Regions from separate parts of the Triticum aestivum genome. Here region 2 is linked to region 1. A link is a contact called in public Hi-C data. All regions are on one chromosome and are shown on one strand. Each heading gives the region's core, a stretch centred on a gene start, on an enhancer-like site or on the middle of the called end of the contact. The rest is flanking DNA. Distances are from core to core; before and after follow the strand shown. Region 1 holds the start of LOC123180281 (calmodulin-interacting protein 111). Region 2 holds the start of LOC123165205 (mitochondrial pyruvate carrier 1).

Evidence for each region. Hi-C and Micro-C count contacts between places; a contact is called where the count stands out from the background.
Region 2: a contact with region 1 is called in a Hi-C map of leaf, with 6 times the contacts expected there. The contact joins the promoter of LOC123165205 here to the promoter of LOC123180281 in region 1. A contact is called at or near these places in 2 of 5 Hi-C or Micro-C datasets (both in leaf).

What each region holds. Positions count from the first base shown.
Region 1 is chr1D:58,159,439-58,162,554 of IWGSC CS RefSeq v2.1, reverse strand. It overlaps LOC123180281 (calmodulin-interacting protein 111), which reads left to right and starts at 1,297. Exons shown (of 14, transcript XM_044592272.1): 1 at 1,297-1,589; 2 at 3,029-3,104. It overlaps LOC123180282 (protein RCC2), which reads right to left. Exons shown (of 17, transcript XM_044592275.1): 17 at 27-264. The coding sequence ends at 98.
Region 2 is chr1D:58,645,526-58,648,734 of IWGSC CS RefSeq v2.1, reverse strand. It overlaps LOC123165205 (mitochondrial pyruvate carrier 1), which reads right to left and starts at 1,438. Exons shown (of 4, transcript XM_044582838.1): 1 at 1,147-1,438; 2 at 89-143. The coding sequence starts at 1,242.

The DNA of each region.
Region 1 (3,116 bases), core at 48-2,547:
GAAGATGGAGTGGTTAGAGGTACGATTTTTGAGAAACACCAATGGTAACCACCTTCCTCAACTAGGAAGGATTAAAAGCCTGCATCCACAAATACTTTTAGGGCTTGAATGAATCTGAGATTACAAGTCTATGTACACTGCCAGTCCGTTGCATCTCCACGCCACCAACATCGTCCACGTCGGCACCCTGCTCGACAGCCTTGGCTCCAATCTTTAGGAGAAGGACGACATCCTCGAGTGGCTCAATAGGCACGACACCAGATCCTAAGAGAATAAAAATCATATATTTTAGCTCCCTTTGATTTGACACTCCATACTTAACACCTTCATTTTGGAAAGTGCTACAATAACTTCTTGTACTTGGGGATTATCAAGCCCTTTATGGCGCCATTTTCGGAGAGCGTAACGCTAAGGGTAAATATTCTCGTGTGCATCTATTGGCTTTACCACTAAGTAGCTTTTATTCTTGTTCTATAGTTGTGTTTCTGTCTTGTTATGGTAGGCAATGCAAAATAACCCCCCCCCCCCCCCCCCAGAAAAAAGATGTGCTTGCTACCTAAAGAGTCGAGGAACCTCCTACAATCGTCGATACCGCTGAAAGAGATTACATTGGTAGCTCCTTATCAATGAGCACACTTGTTAAAATGCCAACTTACTTGGTAGGGGGGACATCAGGAGAGTGTGACTACTTCAAGAGTTACCGCTTGTCTCAAAAGGAGAAACACTTGTGGGATTTAATAAACTAATTGCATTGGTATTCTAGAACTTTGTGTGCTCAATATGATACAACTTGTTGCTTTAGGAAGGATACTAAACAACCTTCATTTCAACCTAAGTACAATGATAATGACACATTGGCTCCTTATATTAAGGATGAATATGATTATTATGATATATTCCCTTCGTTTCTAAATATAAGCTTTTTTAGAGATTCCAATATGGCTAGTCCGTATTGAAATCTCTAAAAAGGCTTATATCTAAAAACGGAAGTTGTTGCTTTTAGAGGTGCTTATGAAATTGCCTCTATATTTGAATTTGAATTTGAAACTAATGATGATCCTTATAAATCTATAAAAACTTTGTTATACTTAAATGTTGCTTAAAAAATTTCAGTAACATTCCTTATATTAATAATGATATTAAGAGAGTCTCGGCTGTTTGAGAAAAGATTTATATTTTGTAGGAACCCATGGAAGAAAGAAATTGCTGAAACTGAGTGCTCCTCGTATTACACCAGGGTGGAAGGAGAATGCCCTTCGTGCGTGGGTTGCTGCCAGGTGGGCCCGCGGAGGCCAAGCTGGGGTAGGATCAAAAAGAAAATTCGTAGTTGAGGAAACGGAAAAGCAAACGAGCTCAGCTGACGCTCCCTAGGTTCCTAGCCGCCGCCGGCCCACCGCCGCTACTGCCGGTCCTCCGCCGCGGCGCGCTCAACCGGGCGAAGCCTCTGCTGCCCCGCCGCCGGTACAGGAGCCCAGCAGCGCTTCCCTCCGTCGAGCAGCCGCTCTCACACGCAGCGCCTCCCTCCCTGGGGCAGCCGCTCCCGCCTAGCAACGCCGCCGACCGAAGCTACGCCGGAGACCAGTCCTTAGGCAGGTAGCCACCACTCCTTCGTCCCCCCTCCCCTTCCTCCCTCTTCCTCATTCACCCTCCCTCCTTCCTCTTGCATCCATGTTTGTTCAAATTTTTGTTCTGATTTAATGATTTTTGTATCGGATGCGTACTTGCTATAGATTGGATATTGTGAGTATAATGATGGAATTTTCTTGATGAGTATTTTCTGCATGATATTTCCAATGCATGTTCAAGTTGACATGTGAAAAGATTTTGCTTGATAGGTGTTTGTGATAATGCTTGTAGGGGCAAATTGTTGTTCGAATTTCAGTTGAGCAAATGTTTTGGTCTAAACATGTTAGCAGTGAAACATGCAATGACTCACCATTTATATGAAAAACAAAAGATTCAGTTGTTTTATCCGCACTGTCTTGACCTGAAATCAAAGCTTAGCAGTAACATGCATTTTGACAGAGCAGGAGCTTTCTCTTGGTTATACTGGCCGAAATTGGTTTACACATTAGTACTAGTGGTATTGTTGGCATGATTGATGTCTCAAATCTTGTTTGTGATTGGGAATATGGTGGTACTATTACGCTGTGTTGTTGTTTTTAACAGTCAGACCTAAAATACTACCGTTTAAAGTGATTGTTTCTCCTTCTGCATGTTAGTTGATTGATCTTTAGGTTCCACCATTCGTGTTATGCCATGCTGCAAGCCTTTCATTGTTGGTTTCTTGTTTATTCATACTCCTACAATATTACAATTTCTCCTACAATTATGTGTTTCCTGTTACAATAGTCAATCATTCTTCGGGTTTTTACCTAGTCAACCTCACTAGCAATGTTACACAAGGCTTCATTTTCGGGGTTTGATGTTAACATTAATTTATGTTTCAGTATATATGCTAGGAAGGTATTGAATTGCATGTGTACGTACCTCCCAGTGCTACGAAAGGGGGTGTCACCAACACAAGCGAATCACGTTCAAGAGGAGGAGAGCGAAGATATCTTGAACAATATTCGTAGTAGGATAGCCGATGCGTGTTTTGTGAGAGCAAGATAGGTTAGCTATGTTGATGAAGGCCATCATCATGTGAACAATTTGTGTTCTGTATGGTCCATATCTTATTTATTAATATTTATACGCATGAAGTATGAAACACTACAATATAATCATTGAATTTCCTATATGTTATCCATGAATTGTCTAATTTTCCTTTCCAAAATGGTTGTTGAAATGCCTAACAATGTAAAAGTCACTGCTTAGTACATAAACATTCTTTCAGCCCCGAGGGGCATTACGGACAATTCATGCCAAATCTACAATTTCACAGTTGTCTCGACCAAACAACTTCCAGCCTTTTCACAGTTCTCAGCTCACAGCCGCTTTCTCACAGCTCGCAGCTCACGGCTGCTTTCTCAGAACTCGCAGCTCAACCAAACATACCCTAATTCTACCCCTTTGGAACTTGCAGTTGGAACAGGGCACCAACATTGTCAATTGGAGAGGCTTGGAGCTGCTTCGGCATCCTCAGGAGAGCAAACAAGAAGGTAATTTGCTGC
Region 2 (3,209 bases), core at 189-2,688, 490 kb before region 1:
CACAACACAATAGTAGTCATTAAAGATAGTTGAAGAGGTATTGATCATCAAACTATATCTAGAATCTGTGACTTGTCAGACAAATAACCTGCAGTCATATGGCCGGATATCAATTCAGGTGGCTTGTTCATGTCAGCCATACCCTGGAGATGAAATAACAACCGAGGGATTATTGAGTTACAATGTAACTTAATGAGAGGCGAACTTGAAAAGATTATTCATTTGCACAGTTTCATGAACTTCCTAGAAAGAGATTATGCTTCAAAATCCGACAATATTTTCCTAACAGTAGTAAGTAAGAAATTAATGAATTAATGACAACACCGATGCATATGAATCGACTGGAATTCATGGGTTTTAATAATATTTGAGTACATAATTAGGCCTTCTTTGGTTCATAGGAATAGGAAAATCATAGAAAGTGAGATGACATGTATCTTAATTTCTACAAGGAAAGATATCGATGTCATTTGATGGATAAGATATGAATTTTTCTATTGAGTCTAGGCTAATATTTCTTTTCCTTTAAACTATGAAGGATTACTTCCTATCCTATATAAGAACAGGAATCCATTCCTACAAATGAAAGAGCTCTGAACGAATATTTTCTATAAAATTTATATCCTTTAGGATTCCTACAAAGTTCTTGTAAATCAAAGGAGTCCTTAAATCGTGAAATTGCAGTGGGTCGCTGAGAGGTATATTAGGTTGGCTATAGATGACACGATAACTTTATTTATTATTCATGCTCTAATAGATTCGGGGCATGGTAGTCTCACCGAAGAGAACATTATCATGCAAATAAAAAACTAAAACATCTGTCTATTCTTGGTCTCCTTCCCCGTTTCCACAACCTCTCTGGTCACTCATTTGGGACGATTGGAAGATAATTTATTTGGCGTTGTATATGTTAATCTATTTTTAGATTCAATCAAACATAAAGAAGTTTGAGGTAAAGCTAGAACTACAGTTAATTTGCAACTGAGACTAAGAGAGAAATTCCCCGTATATAGATGATCATCATAGGACTGCGACTGTTGTCAAAAACATCACTAGGAAATTGCAGCACTCTCGTGTTTGCGATCAACCAACGGCACAGGCTAATTTGGGAAAGCTTAGAGAGAGAGAGAATCGTGGAGCGCGTACCGCGAGGATGAAGCCCCAGTTGCTGACGGGTCCCCAGAAGTGCGTGGTCCTGGGGCCGACGGGGCTGTTCAAGAACGCCTTGAACGCCGTGGCCATGGCGGAGAACCTCGCCCCCTCTACGGCTGTTTGCCTGCCGTCCGCGGGTGCGGATGGACTCGTGGAGACGGCCAACAGGTGAGGAACGAGCGGGCAAGCCTCCGAGCTTGTGGGGGGTGGGTGGGGGCAGCAAAATAAGAAGATGATTTAACGGAGAGTGGGCACACTGTCCCACTCATGCACTTGCGCGCGCAGGTCCATCACATGATCTGGAAATGATCGATGCGGCCATGCGGGGGCTCACTGTGCATGGTGTGGATATGTATGCACTACACCGTAAGCTGATTAGGCTCCACCGCGTTGGTAGCATGGGCGGCTAGCTTGAATACTTTGAGGTGAGCACGCTCTCGTTCCTACCACAAGAGCTGAGGCCTGATCACTCGGTCCACATTCTATTTTAGCTTCTTTCTCACGTTCATTTCCGTGAAGCCTGATCACTCGTTCACGCATTGCCGGACGGTTTGCTATCATGGTACGTACGTTCGTATCGCCGCCGGGTGGAGCACGTAACCGGCAATGGTTGGAAGCATTTGAATTACTCGCACCATGTAACTGGGGCAGATCCATATGCCTAACCGAGGCTTAACTTAGCTGGGTTTGGCCTCAGCAGTGACCTGTACGGTGTAGTTAATTGCTTGTTGGTAATTTTTAACTGAAAGGAGACCGACCCCAGACTGATGTGTCGAACAATGACTTGGGTAACTCACATAAACAATGGATTCCTTAGAATAGCCTTAGCAGCCACTTGTGGGGGCCGGCAGCGTGAAGCCCGAGAATCTTGCTTTTTTTATTCTAAGTCTGCGCTCAGGAAGGAGATGACAGGATAAGATCACCTATGGCCGTCGTGGCGGTGACCAGGACGTCGACGGCGGCGGACGATATTGCTATACTCTGTCGACCGAGTACTAGCAAGCTGGGTGAGGCGGAATACACTTTGGTTCCTGGTGGTAGATACATCCTATATAAAGATTTTTTTAATAATTAAACGTAAAATCAAAATAGTTTAGAAGTACTAGTACAAATGCCCGTGCGTTGCACCGGCCAAAAAAATAGCACAATCAGCTTCCTGTGCCATTGTGCATCATTTTTTATATTTAATTTTAATAAACATCCATAATAAGGTTAAACCTGGAAAATTCTTTATTTTTAATAAAAGTTAGCGTTCTCGTACAAATTGAAACACTTTTCAGAATAGTTAACATTTTTTTTGAAATTGGAACATTTCTCTAGAAAAGAACATTTTTACGGGAAAAAGAACATTTTTTGAACATATATTTTTAATGAAAATAATGTTTTCTTTTTTAGTTGTACATTTTTAGATGGACTTTGTTTCAGTAAAAATGGAACTTTTGGGGAATTTTGAAGTTTTTGTAAAAAATGAGAACATGTTTTTTTGAAACAAAGATAGTGTGAACATTTTAAAGCTATTTTTACCATGTTAAGTTTTTTAAGATATTTTTATAGAATTTTTGTTAGGGATTTTTTACAGATGGTTGTTTTGTTGGAAAGAGTTTATTTTTTTTTAAGATGTAGAAAATATGCCCGTGCGTTGAAACGGGAGAAAAATTCATTGCACTCCCCTAGCCTAATAAGTTAGGAGAAATGTGCTTTTTGCTAGACCATCTTTGTAAAACGGCCAAGAAATATATGCATTGTTTGGTTTGCGCCACCGCTCATGTTTTGCTATGGAGCAAACACCAATGGCCATGATCCAGATGACAAGCGCTCATGCTTCACTACGGAACTATATTTGCCACGATGAATTGCTAATAATTCATGTCTTTATCTATCAGCTAAAGTATATAATGAAAATCATTGACGATGAAATTTGAAAGTAGCTAAAGAATGAATATGCAGCTAAATATTCAACATTCTAAGTTACGATTTAATGATTGCACAAAATTCAAAACCCTATTTAGTTAAGATTTCATGATTGCACAAATCGACACTTTGTTTAGGAATAACTT